2 separate regions of the Triticum aestivum genome follow, and region 2 is linked to region 1. The links are chromatin contacts, called in public Hi-C maps. All regions are on one chromosome and are shown on one strand. The core of a region is the stretch at or near the end of the contact, and the rest is flanking DNA. Distances in the headings are between cores, read along the strand shown. Region 1 has its middle 80 kb from the start of LOC123166499. Region 2 holds the start of LOC123169418 (protein DETOXIFICATION 33).

What was found. A called contact is a pair of places that touch in the nucleus more often than the background predicts.
Region 2: a Hi-C map of leaf shows a contact between it and region 1, with 3 times the contacts expected there. The contact joins the promoter of LOC123169418 here to the enhancer-like site in region 1. A contact is called at or near these places in 2 of 5 Hi-C or Micro-C datasets (both in leaf).

The regions. Positions count from the first base shown.
Region 1 is chr7D:265,352,329-265,356,622 of IWGSC CS RefSeq v2.1, forward strand. No RefSeq gene overlaps it. Among protein-coding and RNA genes, the nearest start is that of LOC123166499, 80 kb to the right of the region's middle. Within about 2 kb of position 2,618, at least 7 of the 8 cell types and tissues checked have an H3K27ac peak or open chromatin away from gene starts, as enhancers often do. A contact at or near this core is called in leaf, where this site is marked.
Region 2 is chr7D:265,488,650-265,492,559 of IWGSC CS RefSeq v2.1, forward strand. LOC123169418 (protein DETOXIFICATION 33) reads right to left here and starts at 2,103. Exons shown (of 6, transcript XM_044587294.1): 1 at 1,083-2,103; 2 at 856-942; 3 at 606-662; 4 at 180-537; 5 at 1-73. The coding sequence starts at 1,927.

The DNA.
Region 1 (4,294 bases), core at 1,368-3,867:
GCTCGGCTCCCTCTTCCTTCTTTTCCAAAAACTGGAGCCCTTTTTTACGGGAAAAACTCGAGCCCTTTTTAACATTGGCGGGCAGAAAAGAATACGTGTGGCGGGCACAAAACAACGTCGTGGCGGGCACGTATTGCGACCCGCCAGTGTTATTTTTGGATAGATTTGTCGTGAGACCAAAAATAACAGTGGCGGGTACGTATTGCTGCTCGCCACTGGTAACTCAGGTACCAGTGGCGGGCGTCAGTTTGTGCCCCCACTGATAACATTTGTCGCACGACAAATCTGGACAACTTGTACTAATGGCGGGCGCAAACTGAAGCCCGCCACTGGTTAGCCAATAGGAGTGGCGTGCGGGTTTTATCGCCTGCTGCTGGTAATTTTTTTAGTTTAGCAGTGGTGGGTGCTAAACTGTGCGCGCCACTAATGGGGGTTCACCTATAAGCCCTTTCCCAGTAGTGCTTGTGACTACTAATGGGGAAGTTTCAGTAAAAGAATTTGTCACCACATATTGACATCATTTTTCATTAACTGCTCTATAGAAGAACTACAGATGGTTTAACTCTAATTCCAGAAACAGCATAAAAGGGTCACTTTGATTTGCAGTATTCCAAGAGCACACGTAGTAGAGTAGATTGGTTTCTCCTTCATGAACCCTTTGTGGGTGAGTGTCCTTCATGGACCGTTCCTTCGTGGAGTCTCGTAACCGAGATCTTTGTGATGTTAGACACTTTGTGAGTGAAACATTCCATCGACATGGATGTAAGATAGCATTAACTTTTTGAACCACAGAAAAAGGGATAATTGGTTTTATACCCTTAGGTGTGTCCCCCTCGTCAGGATTGCCCATAGTTTTTGAAAACACGTGGTCTTGCCCAACCCAATTTGGCGTCTTGTGCTTTTGCCCTTTGACCGTTTAACTGTCACTTTGAAAACTTCATAATTAATTCATACTAAGTCAGAAAAATACAAATAAGCTACCAAAATGTTTCGAAAAACATCACCAATATGTCAATGTCACTTGCATTCATGACAAAAGTGTTGGTAAGTGCCCATCCGAGTTGAGTTCTTATCATACCACCATGAATAGTATAATGTAAAAAATTCAAAAAATTCAAAAAAAAGTTGGTGGCAAAGAATGACAAATGTTTTAAGTGCTTGCCAAGTTTCATCAGGGAATGATATTCGTGGAAGTCGTGGCAGAAAAAAACAATCAACACTCGAAAAAACAATCAACATTGGAAGTCGTGGCTCGGCACTGGTCCAGTATCCCGTCGGCTCCCCGTTGCCGGTCATAAAGTGCGCCCGATTGCCCGCGGCAGGTGGTGTGCCATGTTTCCACCACGCCGGAACACCTTGGATGGGTGTTCTTCAAGTTCAAAAAAGACGGGGTGAATGCTTCTTTTGATACGGTTGTACTTCAGATTCAGCGTCGTTTGTAGCTCATTGATTGCTCAAATTTGTGTGTAGGATGGATGCAAGTTTTCGTACTGGGAAGAAGATTACATCGATCAATTGGTAGAGAGAAATTTGGCAATCCTCTCTAGAGTAGAGACTAAAGATGAGACTAGATACAACACAATATCAAATTCGTCGAAACCAAAGAAGAAAGAAGCGTGCAAGCTCGAGAAGCCAATAGAAAGAATCAACAATGAAGACAGAGAGAAAATATTAGTGGGAGCAGTTATGAAAATTGGATATCTATTAAAGTGTCTAATTGTGGTTTTTGTTTTCTTTGATCTTGTTCTCGTGGCGAGGAATTTATAAATTATGTGCTCCAATGTATCAAAATGTTATTCAAACAAAATGTATCAAAATGTCGTTCCATGAAAAGATGCAATGAAATTCGTTTCGATGGCGGAAAATGAAATGAAGATGAAATAATTTTTTTACTTCATTATATTTAGGGGATCGGGTAGGTCCGCCCAAACTTAGTGAAGTAAAAATACTCCATCAAGGGTTTACTTTGCCGGATCCTTCTTTATTTTTAGGGGATAAGTTAGAATTGCTCTTAGTACAATCCAATGTAATAATTACCAAAGATTTTTCACAAAGTTAGACTCAACGCAATAAATCCCGTTTAAAATTGTGTGTGAAGTAGATTTTGTATTTTTCTTTTATGGTTTCTAATTCTAGAAACCAAACAAGATCAAAAAAAATCATAAAAGGACAAAAACCTTAATTTATATGAAAATTCTTTGAACTAAGAGGCTCCTACTAGCTTTTTGTGTGTGGCCAGATAATAAAACTAGGGCCGGCCGCAAGGCAAAAATATCTCGTCCACCTTCAGCAAGGTCGGTCGGTTCGTCGTCTGACAGCATAAAATTTACGCAGACACATATCCTCGTCCAAGATCTTGTGTGGCCGACGAGACGAGTCAGCGGGAAAGACGGCGATGTCCAGCTGAAATAATACGTGCACACACAGACACAGATGCACACACAGGGACAGGGAGCATCCAGCTTTCCCAGCACCGTCCGCAACGCGACGCGCGCACCCCGATCCCTCGCTCCATCTGCCGCGCATTGCTGACGCCAGCACACCACTAAGCGCCTCCACGTGTCCCTATCCCGTTGGGCGTTGGCCACCTTGGCCCCCACCTCCCCACCAACAGTCGCCACCGCAGCCACGGGCCCAGCCGACATGGTGGGTCCCACCTTCCGGCGACCCGACGCACCGTACACCCCAAGTCGGTTTTTCCTCCCACGTGTGGGGCTATATATACGGCTCCCGGCTCTCCCACGGCGTCCTTTTCAAATCGATCCAACCATTTCTACAAGCAATCTGCTTCTCTCTTCGTCTTCAGCAGCACCAGCCTCGAGATCTAGAGAGGGAGAGAGCATGGAGGTGGAGAGGCCCGTGTCCATGATGCCGGGCCTGGCCGACGGGTTCTTCACGGAGGCCGACCTGGCGGCGGCGGACCAGCTGGTGCAGCTCAGCGTGAGCGGGGGAGCGGAGGCGACATCCCCGACGTCGTCCTCGCGGTCGGTGCAGTCGGTGAACAACACCGAGGCGGCGGCGAGGAAGGGCGGCTGCGATGACGGCGCGCCGTGGCTGGACAGGAGGGCGAGGAAGCGGTACCGGCGGGTGGCGGAGCTCTACCACGCCACGCGGCCGCTTAAGCGCACGGACGCCGGCGGCAAGCGGAGGAGGGAGGAGGTCACGGGGTATCGATAGGAGGGATCAGATCGATCGGCCCACTGGGCTAACTGCGCATTTGTGTAAATACGTCGTTTTGTAAGGTGTTTGCCTCTATTTACCTTTTCCCCTGTGCGAGTGGTCATGGTCGTGGAAAGCAGCAAGGCTAGCTTTGTACAGAGTTTTGAATAGTTTTGAATTTTGATGATGCAGCAGAACGCTTCCCAACTAGCAAGTTGTTTGTTCTTTGTGTTCTCTTATTCGTTGATCTCTATGGATGCTTTGCTTCGTTCTGGAATGTTCCGGAGCGTGCTGGCGTATCATAGTCATAGGTTAGTAAATGACGTCTTCATTTCGGCTGTGAACAAGCACGCGGCCGTACGCTTGGTTTGCAAGCAAAAGGAAAACTGCGCGCGTACTACTGAGGGCATCAGCAGTGTACAGTATATGACCAAATTTGACCTTATGATAGAATTCACATACGAAGCCATAATTAGATAACTAAATGCACCAACTCATAAGCTGGGTCCCTTGTGTAAGAACAACCAACTCATAGCTTTGTGATTGAAATTCAATTTTCATCGCTATATGTACCAGGTATTATCATTCTAGTGCTTGTCGACTATTCAATAGCTTATGTACAGTTTTTTAAATACACTGTGGATGCCCTAGAAAGGAGGACACACAACTCTCAGGCGGAGACACGCATAGGTGCAAGCATTTGGATTACTTGGCTACTCCCTCTGTCCAGAATTGCTTGTCATCAAAATGAATGAAAATGGATATATTTAAAACTAAAATACATCTAGATACATTCATTTGTATGACAAGTATTTTCGGACGGAGGGAGTACTAATTAATCTAGCCATGAGTAGTACTAGCTGCGGGCAAGGGCAAGGGAAATGGATTTGAACATGTGAAATGGCCGGCCCAAACAATAGAACTCGAACACAACGGCGGAAATGGTGTGGGTGTGATGTTGGCTTTGCTCCTCGGCTAAATGCCAATGTTACGAAAACAACGGACACCCTCCTCTTTCGACAAAGGGTAGCTTTTAGAGCAATGCTAGACGTACGGGAAGTTACCGGGAGTTTACTGGGCTGTGATTGGCAGAAATTTAATTAGGAGGGCGGGCCCATCAGTGAAAATCGGGAGG
Region 2 (3,910 bases), core at 853-3,352, 140 kb after region 1:
TGGTGCGCATCGTGATCGCGATCAGGATCACCGTCTGCAGGCCCACCCCGGTGAGCATGCCGCCCCACATGCCCTGTTACATCTCACTCATCCAAAGTCAAACGCACACCCACGGCCCGTTGAAAACAACTGTTTTAAGCTCGCCAGCCAAATGAACAAAGGCATGCACGAGCGCGTACCTGAATCCCGCGGCGCAGCGGGAAGGCGATCATGTACCCGACCGGGATGCCGACCCCGTAGTAGCACCCGAGGTTGATGTACGCCACCAGCCACTGCCACCCGGCGCCGACGGCCACGCCGGACAGCACGGGCTGGACGCTGTTGAGCAGCAGCGTGAAGGCGAAGACCACGCCCAGGCTGGCCACGGCGTGCACCACCTCGGGGCTCTCCGTGAAGGGCGCGCCGTAGACGTCGCGGAGGAGCAGCACGGCCACGAAGAAGCCCACCCCGATGGCCACGGACGACATGAGCACCACCGCGATCGCGAACCTCGCCGCCCGCGGCCGCCCCGCGCCCAGCTCGTTCGACACCCTCACGCTACAGATTATTTAGCACATTAATTTGACAGCGATCTTTACTGATACTGATTGATTGATTGAGATTACCTGATGGCTGCATTGAATCCGAAGAACACCATGATCTGCCACCCGAACAGATTGGTGCTGCACGCGGCAGCCAATGTGCCACATCCAGAAATCACAACATGTCAGTGCTGCTATACTACTATTAGTACTATTTACTCTTTACTAAAGCTAGCTACCGTTTTGCTCAGCTTGGCAAGTACTCACTCCGTAAACTAATATAAGAGCGTTTAGATCACTAGTATGTAGCAATTATAACAGCTAGCTAGCTCACCAGATGGAGACTGCGGCGACGGCGACCTGAGCGTTGGGAAGGTTGCCCACGATCACAATCAGGAACATGTAGAACCAGAACTCCAAGCTATCATTCCGTGGTCGCAAATTCCATAGGGAAAGAGCGGGAACATAGAGTTGATTAATCACAACAGTTCATGGCAGTTAGTTGGACCATAAGTAGGAAACAGTATGTATGAACCACCGAGATGTACGAAGTGTACGTACCAGATCATGATTGCTGAGCCGATGGAGAGGCGGGCGAAGCTGAAGAGCTGGGTGAAGGCGAGGGAGTCGAACTCAAAGCCGTTCCAGGCGCCGGGGCAGTAACCCATGACGATGTAGGCGAGCTGGCCGAGCACGACGAACCACCACGACGCGTTAAGCGCGACGGCGAGGCCAACGAGGCCCATCCGCATGGGCACCACGAGGAACCAGGTGAGCGCGACGTGGAACGCCAGCGCCGCCGCGGACACCGCCGCCATGGCCATCAGCTTGCTCTGCGCCTGCAGGAACTTCTGGATGGGGAAGTTGAGCGCGTAGGCGAAGAGCTGCGGGACCATGTAGAGCGAGAACCTCCCGGCCATGACGGCGATCTGGTCGTCCTGGTGGAAGAACCTGAGGATCGGGGTGGCGAAGAGGTAGAGCGGGAGCATGCAGACGGCCGTGGCGGTGAGCAGCAGCCAGGAGCGCTGCAGGTAGACGCCGAGCATGGGGAGCTTCTTGGCGCCGTAGGCCTGCCCGCACAGCGTCTCCAGCGCGCTCCCCATGCCGTACATGATCCCGAAGGCGAGGCCGGCGACGACGGAGTTCTCGGTGGAGACGGCGTCCAGCTCGAGCGTGGTGAGGTGGCCGGCGGCAACCTGCGTGATGGCGCCCAGCGAGTACTGCGCCAGCGACGTGAAGATGGCCGGCCCGGCCAGGCACCACAGCCGCCGGTTCTCCTGCGCCGCGCACCGTAGGAACGCCGACACGCTATGGATCTCCTCCAGGTCATCCTTGTCGCCGCTGCCCGCCCTCGCTAGCAGCGCCTCCGTCAGCGGCTCATCACCGCCGCCAGCACACGAAGCCATCGATCGATCTGTATCCCAAGACAGTCAACACTGGACTGGACCGGTCTGGAAAGGAAAATATATGGCCTGCCACTGCCAGTAGGGTGCGGTATCGGTACCACGAATGCAATGCGGCAGCTACCAGTCAACTGCCCGATCGAGCAGACGACACTTGGTGCTTCCGCTTCCTATGGTGACGGCACTATCCTTTGCGAGTTAACCGGCGCGCTCTCTGGGCTATATAGGCGAAAACCGAGGTGGCGAACAAGATGAGCCACGCCGTCTCGACAACGCAAATCTCATGTCCAGCTTATGTTATTTGATAGTACAATACTCCACAAAGCGCGTGTCCACTAATCAATCCAGTCCACTGCTATGCAAATACTGCTAGTAGTAGTAAGTCGGGGTAGTATAGATTAGGGCTACACTCACGGGGAGCTTACGGGGTTGATTAAGTGATTTAATTAAGGTTCGCAGGTCCCACAGTGAAAATCAGGAGGGGCAAATTAGAAGATGGCACGTAGGCCACTCCGTGAAGGTCGTTGAAGGAGCCCGTGAGTCCAGTATTATCCGTATAGATTACTAGTAGATCCCGTCGCTTTCGCTTTCGATCGGATCGCTCGCAGTCGCCATCCAGGTTTTATAGGAGACAAACGCTGGACGGCTTAGCGTACAGCGCGGCTTGCACGCATGTCGTCACTCTTATCTACTCCATGATTACTTGTTTACGAAACAACACCTGCTATTTGCTGCCACTGAAAATGTAAAACCATTAACCAAGGAAAAACACAAGAAGTAACACAGAAAATTGACGGACTGCCTACTGCGTAAAAAACACAGCAACAGCTAAGTTACATGATCTGAAGTTCTGAACTGGCTACTGAAGCATCAAGGATTCAAGGACCCTGTCTTGTGTCAGGACTTCACCCACGACCTCATAATGAAAGTACACGAACCGAACAACGCAATGTTTGTATAAATGCTTTTAACCCACGTCTGCCCATGTCTATGTGACTACTATGCGTTTACTCAGTTGATACGATTAAGATCTCGGTTGCTAAGAGGTTTTCAAGTGCTTTGTATATATAGTGGTGCCCCGCTGTCCATGTCTATGACCACTATGCGTTTACTCAAATGATACGATCAAGATATCTGTTGCTAGGCTTGTGCTTAGCTTACATTAGCTCATATCTCCTCTTTAGCTGTTTTGAGCTTCTCTTGTATAGCTGGAATCCCCAGCAGAGATAGTGTGTGCGCTACCTTTGTATGTTTTTCAGTTGTCAATTTATTTATAAAGGGGCGCAGAAGCTTTTTTCGGTATAGCGGTGTCGATCCATTGTCAAACTTACATGAAGTAACTTTTTTCAATTTAACTATACGCAAGTCGCCTGAGTATTAATTTTGGGTTAGTCAACTTATTGGACATTGATTTTTGCTTTGAGATTTGTACTGTTCTGTGAGCTGGCTTACGTTTTGTTTTTGACTGACCAAATATTTGGGTCAGTCAACTTTCTACTGGCCTGAAGCTCACGTATGCTGCCCAGCCCTCCTCTCTCCCCTTTCGTTTTTTCTTTAACAGAAACCTATTTTTATGTGTTTTTTTGTTATTCTTTATTAGTTGGATTTTATTATTTTCTTGGTAGGTATTTTTTGGTGTTGGGTGAGTGTAAATATATACATACAAATACTATACAATATGTGTAAATATTACACTATCATATGATTGTTGTTCGTATACTACAAAAGTGCAATTTTAGTGCAAAGTTGTGTGCAAGTTTTTTTCTTCACATTTTCATTATATTTATTTTTAAAGAGCAATAGCAATGCCACTAATTCGTTGTTCTTATAAAACTTTATTATTTTGATTTCGATTTAGTTATTATTTTATTTTCTTTCTTCATTAAGGGTAATATCGATGTTCAGCATTATATGCTTATTCTTGGGTATTTTAAAAAAGGCGCAATTTTCTTGTATATTGTGTGCATTTTTTTCATTTTTTGTTGT